2 separate regions of the Neogale vison genome follow, and region 1 is linked to region 2. Evidence: chromatin contacts called from public Hi-C data. All regions are on one chromosome and are shown on one strand. Each heading gives the region's core, a stretch centred on a gene start, on an enhancer-like site or on the middle of the called end of the contact. The rest is flanking DNA. Distances are from core to core; before and after follow the strand shown.

What was found. Hi-C and Micro-C count contacts between places; a contact is called where the count stands out from the background.
Region 1: a contact with region 2 is called in a Hi-C map of muscle, with 7 times the contacts expected there. The contact joins the promoter of LOC122904643 here to the promoter of STK17A in region 2. A contact is called at or near these places in 2 of 3 Hi-C or Micro-C datasets (fibroblasts and muscle).

Annotation. Positions count from the first base shown.
Region 1 is chr4:128,726,128-128,729,295 of ASM_NN_V1, reverse strand. LOC122904643 (cytochrome c oxidase assembly factor 1 homolog) reads left to right here and starts at 1,403. Exons shown (of 6, transcript XM_044245674.1): 1 at 1,403-1,481.
Region 2 is chr4:128,580,233-128,583,402 of ASM_NN_V1, reverse strand. It overlaps STK17A (serine/threonine-protein kinase 17A), which reads right to left and starts at 1,573. Exons shown (of 7, transcript XM_044245673.1): 1 at 1,270-1,573. The coding sequence starts at 1,475.

The DNA of each region.
Region 1 (3,168 bases), core at 154-2,653, 150 kb before region 2:
GCAGAAGAAAAATTTCCTTACTGCTTGCTGCCCATTGACAACAAAACAGGCAGAGTGACATTCCTCTAGGGACTCAGCTGCCTCGATGTTGACACTTTGCTAAGGGCAAAATGCAATTTTAGCCTAATCCCCAGGACCCCGTAGGTCTTCCATAACATATAGAAATTCCTTTGGAAACTTCCTTTATCTTTACTCCCCAAGATACCTGTTAGCGATCATCCCCCAAGCATATGACCCATAGATATATATCTGGAGGGTCTCATGACTGAGGTTTTATAAGATCTTTTAAATGACCTTTTCCCAACAATGAGTAAATCCCTCAATCTTCTGGAAACCTCGTTTCCAAAATTCCTTAGAGACTTACGCTAACCCTAACCCCTTACCGACTTGAAGGTATTTAATCACCACCCATTAACAACCCCATTGCAGCTTTCTGCGCACAGGTTCTCTCCCTGAACTTTCATAAAACCAGCTTTTTGCACTAAAGACCGCTCAAGAATTCTTTCTTGGCCGTTGACTTCGAGCTCTAACATCCTTCCTAAAACAATGACTGCAGGGTTATGATCAAAATGAAAATAAGGATAGCTAACATTCATTGATGACTTACACGGTGCCAGACCCTACTTAACTAAGCACTTTAGATCCTCATAACAAATGTACCAGATTGTTATTATTCATTTTATTATTTAAAAATTTTTTTAAAAAAAATTTATTTATTTATTTGACACACAGAGAGATCACAAGTAGGCAGAGAGAGAGGGAGAAGCAGGCTCCGCTGAGCAGAGAGCCCGATGCGGGGCTCGATCCCAGGATCCTGGGATCATGACCTGAGCCGAAGGCAAAGGCTTTAACCCACTGAGCCACCCAAGCGCCCCTCATTTTATTACTTAACTTAGGTTACATTGTTTTTTCTTACCCCCTTGTATTCCCTGGAGCACAGTAGGCATTTAATAAAAATTTGGTGAATAAAAGGAAATTTAATGTTGCCAAAGTTCTCAGCCGAATGGGGCAAGATGGACTTTAGAGCCAGAGCGGGACCCCGATGGTCAGTGGTTTCATGCCCTTGGAGGTCAGCCAAAGCGCCAGAGCCCTGCAGGAGCACATAAACCGGTGGTTTAAATTCCCTCCACTATCGCAGCAGGACTCAATGTACGCTGAGGGCTAACGAGACGCTGAAAGCGGAAAGAGAGGCTCTGACATGCGGGTGCGAGTGGGAGCGTCTGAGAAGCTGAGGCGCACCCCCTCCCCCCACCTCCATCTGGGAATCCCGGCCTGGGGCTGTGTTTGGCCGACCGGAGTCCGGAGCCCAGCCCAGCCGGCGCGACCTGACGCTCTACACCTGCGAGGATGCCGCACCGGAAGTCTCGACTGCTCTTTGCCGGCGTGCCGGCGTGCCCGCAGGCTGGCTTTTCCCGCCCACTCTACCGCGCCCGGAAGGAGGGCGCTTGCGTTCCGCTGCATGCTGCGCAGAAGCCCGGCAGGTTAGGTGCCGCGTCGCTCCAAGCGACCAGGTCTTTATGGAAATGTTTGTTCCCGCGGTGTGGGAGGCTGCGTTTGCGCTTCCTGTGGGCTGCTGCCCGGGGTCACCTCCCGGCGGCTCGCCCCTTCGCTCGGTCGCGACCTTCCCGCTGTATGCTTGGCGTCGGGGGCCCTTGGTGGGCTCCGCGCCTTGGGTCGCGGCGAGGTGCTTCCTCCCTCCGACCCGGGGGTTGTGGGGCGGTGGGCAGCAGCTAGCCGTGACCTTGCCCTGCCGTCCGCGTCCAGCGTTCGTAAGAGCGCGTTTGTGAGGAGCTGGGGGTCCCCTCTGAGGGGTGGAACTGGGCGCCTTGCGGGCGGTGCTGCGTTACCCCAGCGTGAGGGAGACCCTGCCAGGACGACTGGGAAAGGGTTTCCTGATAGCGGTCGTCGTGATTTTTGTCACCGTCGCCCTTGCACTCGCTGCAGGGTTCTGGCAGTAGAAATCATTTCTCGTGTTAGGGACAGGGCATCTGCGTGTGTGCGTGTCAGTCGGTGCGATGTGTATAATAGTAAAAATCCACAAAAATTCTTGTATTTTAATACTTGGTTCTTCTTGAATCCCGTTCTTATCTGTGGGGTATTGCTATACGTTTAAGGCATTTTATTGCTCGTTTCGCCTTTGTACAGAAGTAACGTGTCTGCTTGAAGTTTGCACGTACGAAACGCAGATCTGATTATGTTATTCCCATGCTCAGAAGCTTCCTGACCTTCGACGATGATACAAATTCTTCTGCCTGGCTTCCAGCCCTTTCAGGGTCTCAGGGTCTTGCTAATGCTGAGTTTCTCAGTCAGCTCTGCTTAGGTATATACCTAAGAGTAGAATTGCTGGGTCATAGGGTAATTGTATGTTTCCCATTTTGAAGAACTGCCAGATTGTTTCCCAAGGCAACTGGACCATGTTATATTCCCATCAGCAGGACATGAAAGTTCTGATTTCTTCATATCGTTGCTAATACTTTTCATTGCTTTTTTTTTTTTTTAAGATTTTATTTCTTTGACAGATCACAGGTAGGCAGAGAGGCAGCAGGCAGAGAGAGAGAGAAAGAGAGAGGAAGAAGGAGGCTCCCCACTGAGCAGAGAGCCCGATGGGGGGCGCGATCCCAGGACCCTGAGATCATGACCTGGGCTGAAGGCGGAGGCTTAACCCACTGAGCCACCCAGGCGCCCCTCATTGCCTGTTTTTTTTTTTTTTTTTAATTCTAGCCATCCTATGTGACATGACCCTGGGTGTTGTACACAACTGATAAATTATTGAACACTATATCTGAAACTAAATATGTACTATATATTGGCTAATTGAGTTTAAATTAAAAAAAAATTCCAGTGGTTAAGAAAAAAATTCTAGCCCTCCCAGTGGGTGTGAATGGTGTCTCGTTGTTTTGATTTTCATTTTCTTGATGGGTAATGATGTTGAGCAAGGTCTTCTCATGTGCTCAGCTATTTGTATATATTTGGAGAAATGTCTATTCATATCCTTTGCCCATTTTAAAAATTAGATTATTTGTTTTTTCATCATGGAATTGATTCCATTGATCATGGAATCCTTTTTTTTAAGATTTAAAAAAATTTTTTTAGAGAGGATTTTTTTTAAGGATTTATTTATTTGAGAGGTAGAGTACAAGCAGAAGAGACAGAGGGAGAGGAGAGAGA
Region 2 (3,170 bases), core at 324-2,823:
TTTATGACCAGTTGGAATAAGGATGACATGTTTAAGGTAGATTCCCCTCAAAAACATAAACCAAAAAACCCCCAACCCCTATTTATAAAAGCCAGCTTAATATATGCAAAATTGAGCTTTTTAAATACTGCTTGTGAGCAATGTTACAAGACCTTCCTTTCCCAAGACCCCAGATGAGGGCAGTCACCACCGTCAGGCCCTTGCCCCATCCCACCGTGGCGCTGTCTGGCAAGCCCGACAGACGTCTGCAGCAACGGCGGACGTTTAGGGAGTCTCTGTGCCAGGACCTGCAGCATGTGCTTTACAGGCCTGTCACCCGCACAGCACCCCCGCGAGGGAGGCGGGCACGGTCATGATACTGATTTTATGGGTGAGAAAGCAGGAGTCGAAGTGATCCACTCGAATGCACACGGAGCGGGCCGGCCAGGCTGAACGCGCTCAAGTCTGACTCCAACACCGACGCCTCGGACTTCTCCCAACTGTTCGTAAGGAAAAGGGGAGTCGGTCCCCAGACCCCTGGCCCTCACCCCTCATCAACACGCACAGTGTAAGGTCTCCAAGCAAGCCTTCGCCTTTCACAGTTTTCACGAAGAGCCGAACGAAGAGCGGCGGCGGGAGGAGAGGACAAGGGCCGGCTGGAGCAGAGGGGAAAGCGCGAGGCGAGGGCCAAGAGCCTGGGAGTAAAACCGATGTGACCTGGGCCACAGAGACCCAAATACTTCACAACTAAAGTCGCACGAAACCAAGAAACCGAAAACGAAGTCGGCGCGAGGCGGAGACGGCCGCCCGGCGCGGGGGCAGCGGAAGCCGTCCCGCCCCGCTTCGCCTTCGCACGGCCACGGAGGGGACCGAGCACACACGCGCGAGCTGAAGGGCGAAGCCAGCGCCGACTCCGCAGCTGCGGCTCCCCGGGAAATGCACGCAGCTCCCACGCCCCCCTCGCCGCCCAGCATGGAAAACGCCTCAGACGCCGGAAGGGCCTGCGCAGAGACGGGGCTGACGGCCCGGGTCCCCGCCGTCGGGGGACTCGGTCACACCCGCTGCCGGGTGAGAGCCGCGCGCCGGGGAGCGCCTCGCCGGCTGCGGGGACAAGCCGTGGCGCGCGGAGGGCTGGCTGCTGCGACTCGACCGCCCCGCCCGCTGCCCGCCGCCCGCACCCAAGTTTGTGCCAAGTCACGGCGCGCGCTATCGGCCCCGGGCCCGCCACCCCCACGGCACCCGCCCGCCGGCTTCTGGCACTTATCGGCCGCCGGGCCCCGCCCGCCTCACCTGCCCAGCTCCCGGCCCGGGCTCAGGCTGTAGCCGTCCTGGAAGGGCTCGGTGCGCACGGCGGTGCGGATCTCCGTCAGCAGCCCGCGGGCCTGAGGTGGGGGCGGCGGCCGGCGCAGCGCACCCAGACTCCCGCCAGCCCGGCCCGACCCGGAGGCGGCGGCCGAGGGGGAGCCGCGGCTGCCGGGCTTCTCCAGGGGGATCATGGTGGACCGGCACGCTTCCTTTCCGGCCGCCCCGCTCGCTCCCGGCTGCCCGCGGGTAACGGTCCCACCTGCAGCCGCCTCACGCGGACCCAAGAGCCTCCACGAAACCGCTCTCCCCCGCGTCAGCGCGCTTTAACTGCGGCGGGCGGACTCCCGGCGTCCTGCCCACGTCCTGCCCCGCCCCTCGCCCTGCCCCTAGCCCCGCCCCTCGCCTGCCCGCTCGGAGTCGGGAGCGCAGGGTATCTCACGCGCTCCCTCTGCAGCCGAGAGGGAGAGAGTGCAGCCTGGGGGGCCGCTCCGGCCTGGGGGAGAAGAAAAGCAGCACTACCCTTCCGAAGCCAGGGCGCCCGGCCCCAGTTGCACACCTGTTGAACATCTGAGTGCTCCAAAACTTGGTCCCTCCGTCAGTGAAAGGCATAAGTGTTGCCAGCTGGCGCTTTACCTTGGGCGTGGGGCTTGGCGGGGGGGGCGGGTTGTTATGAGACTGAGCAGGGCTGCTGTACAGCACGGGGAGTTGACCAGGGCACCTCGTTCCTTCACACACTGGGAGGAAATCTGGAAGCAGAAGTTGAGTAAATATTATTAACCCCTTACTCTAGCCCTATGCAATACGCATTATTATACGTCTGTTGTCTTCTCTGTATTTAACATGGTGCTCTCGTCTGGTATTTTTTTTTTCTAAATATTAGGGGGTTATTTTGTTTGTTTGTTTTAAATGGACTTTAGGGACGTCTGGGTGGCTCAGTGGGTTAAAGCCTCTGCTTTGGGCTCAGGTCATGATCTCAGGGTCCTGGAATCGAGTCCCCCCCAGCATCGGGCTCTCTGCTGGGCGGGGAGCCTGCTTCCTCCTGTCTCTCTGCCTACTTGTGATCTCTGTCTGTCAAATAAGTATATAAGAACAAAATAATTAAAAAAATAAAAAAAATTTAAAATGGACTTTATTTTTTATTTTAGAGAAATTTTAGGATCACAGCAAAACTACCTGAAAGGTACAGAGATTTCCCACATACCTTCTCCCTCTCTCATCTGGTCTGTTTTTAATTGAATTAAAATAGACACACAATATTGTATTAGTTTCAGGTGTACAGGATAGTTAAGTATGTTTTTATACATTATGAAATGATCAGCATCATAGGTCTAGTTGCCATCTATCACTATACAAAGTTATTACAATATTATTCACTATATTCCCTGTGTTGTACATTACATCCTCATGACTTATTTATTTTTATCTAGAACTTAGTGCCTCTTAATCCCCTACACCTATTTTGGCCCTCTTCTATCTGCCTCCCCTCTGGCAACCACCTGTTAGTTCTCTGTATCTATATATCTATAAGGCTGTTTATGTTTTGTTTTGTCTTGTTTTTAGATTTCATATATAAATGAAATTAAATGGTATTTGTCTTTCTCTGACCTATTTCACTTAACATAATACCCTCTAGGTCCATCCATGTTCTTGAAAATGGCTAGATTTCATTCTTTTTAAGGGATGAGTAATATTCCATATATATATATTCTCTGAATCTTCTGCATGAATTTACCTTCCAACCAATAGTGCATGCCCTCACCAACACTTGTTATTTCTTGTCTTTTTTATAATAGCCATCCTAACAGCTGTGGGTGGCTATCTCCTGATCATTTGGACTCCCATCTCACTGATGACTAGTGATGCTGAACATCTTTCATATGTATGTT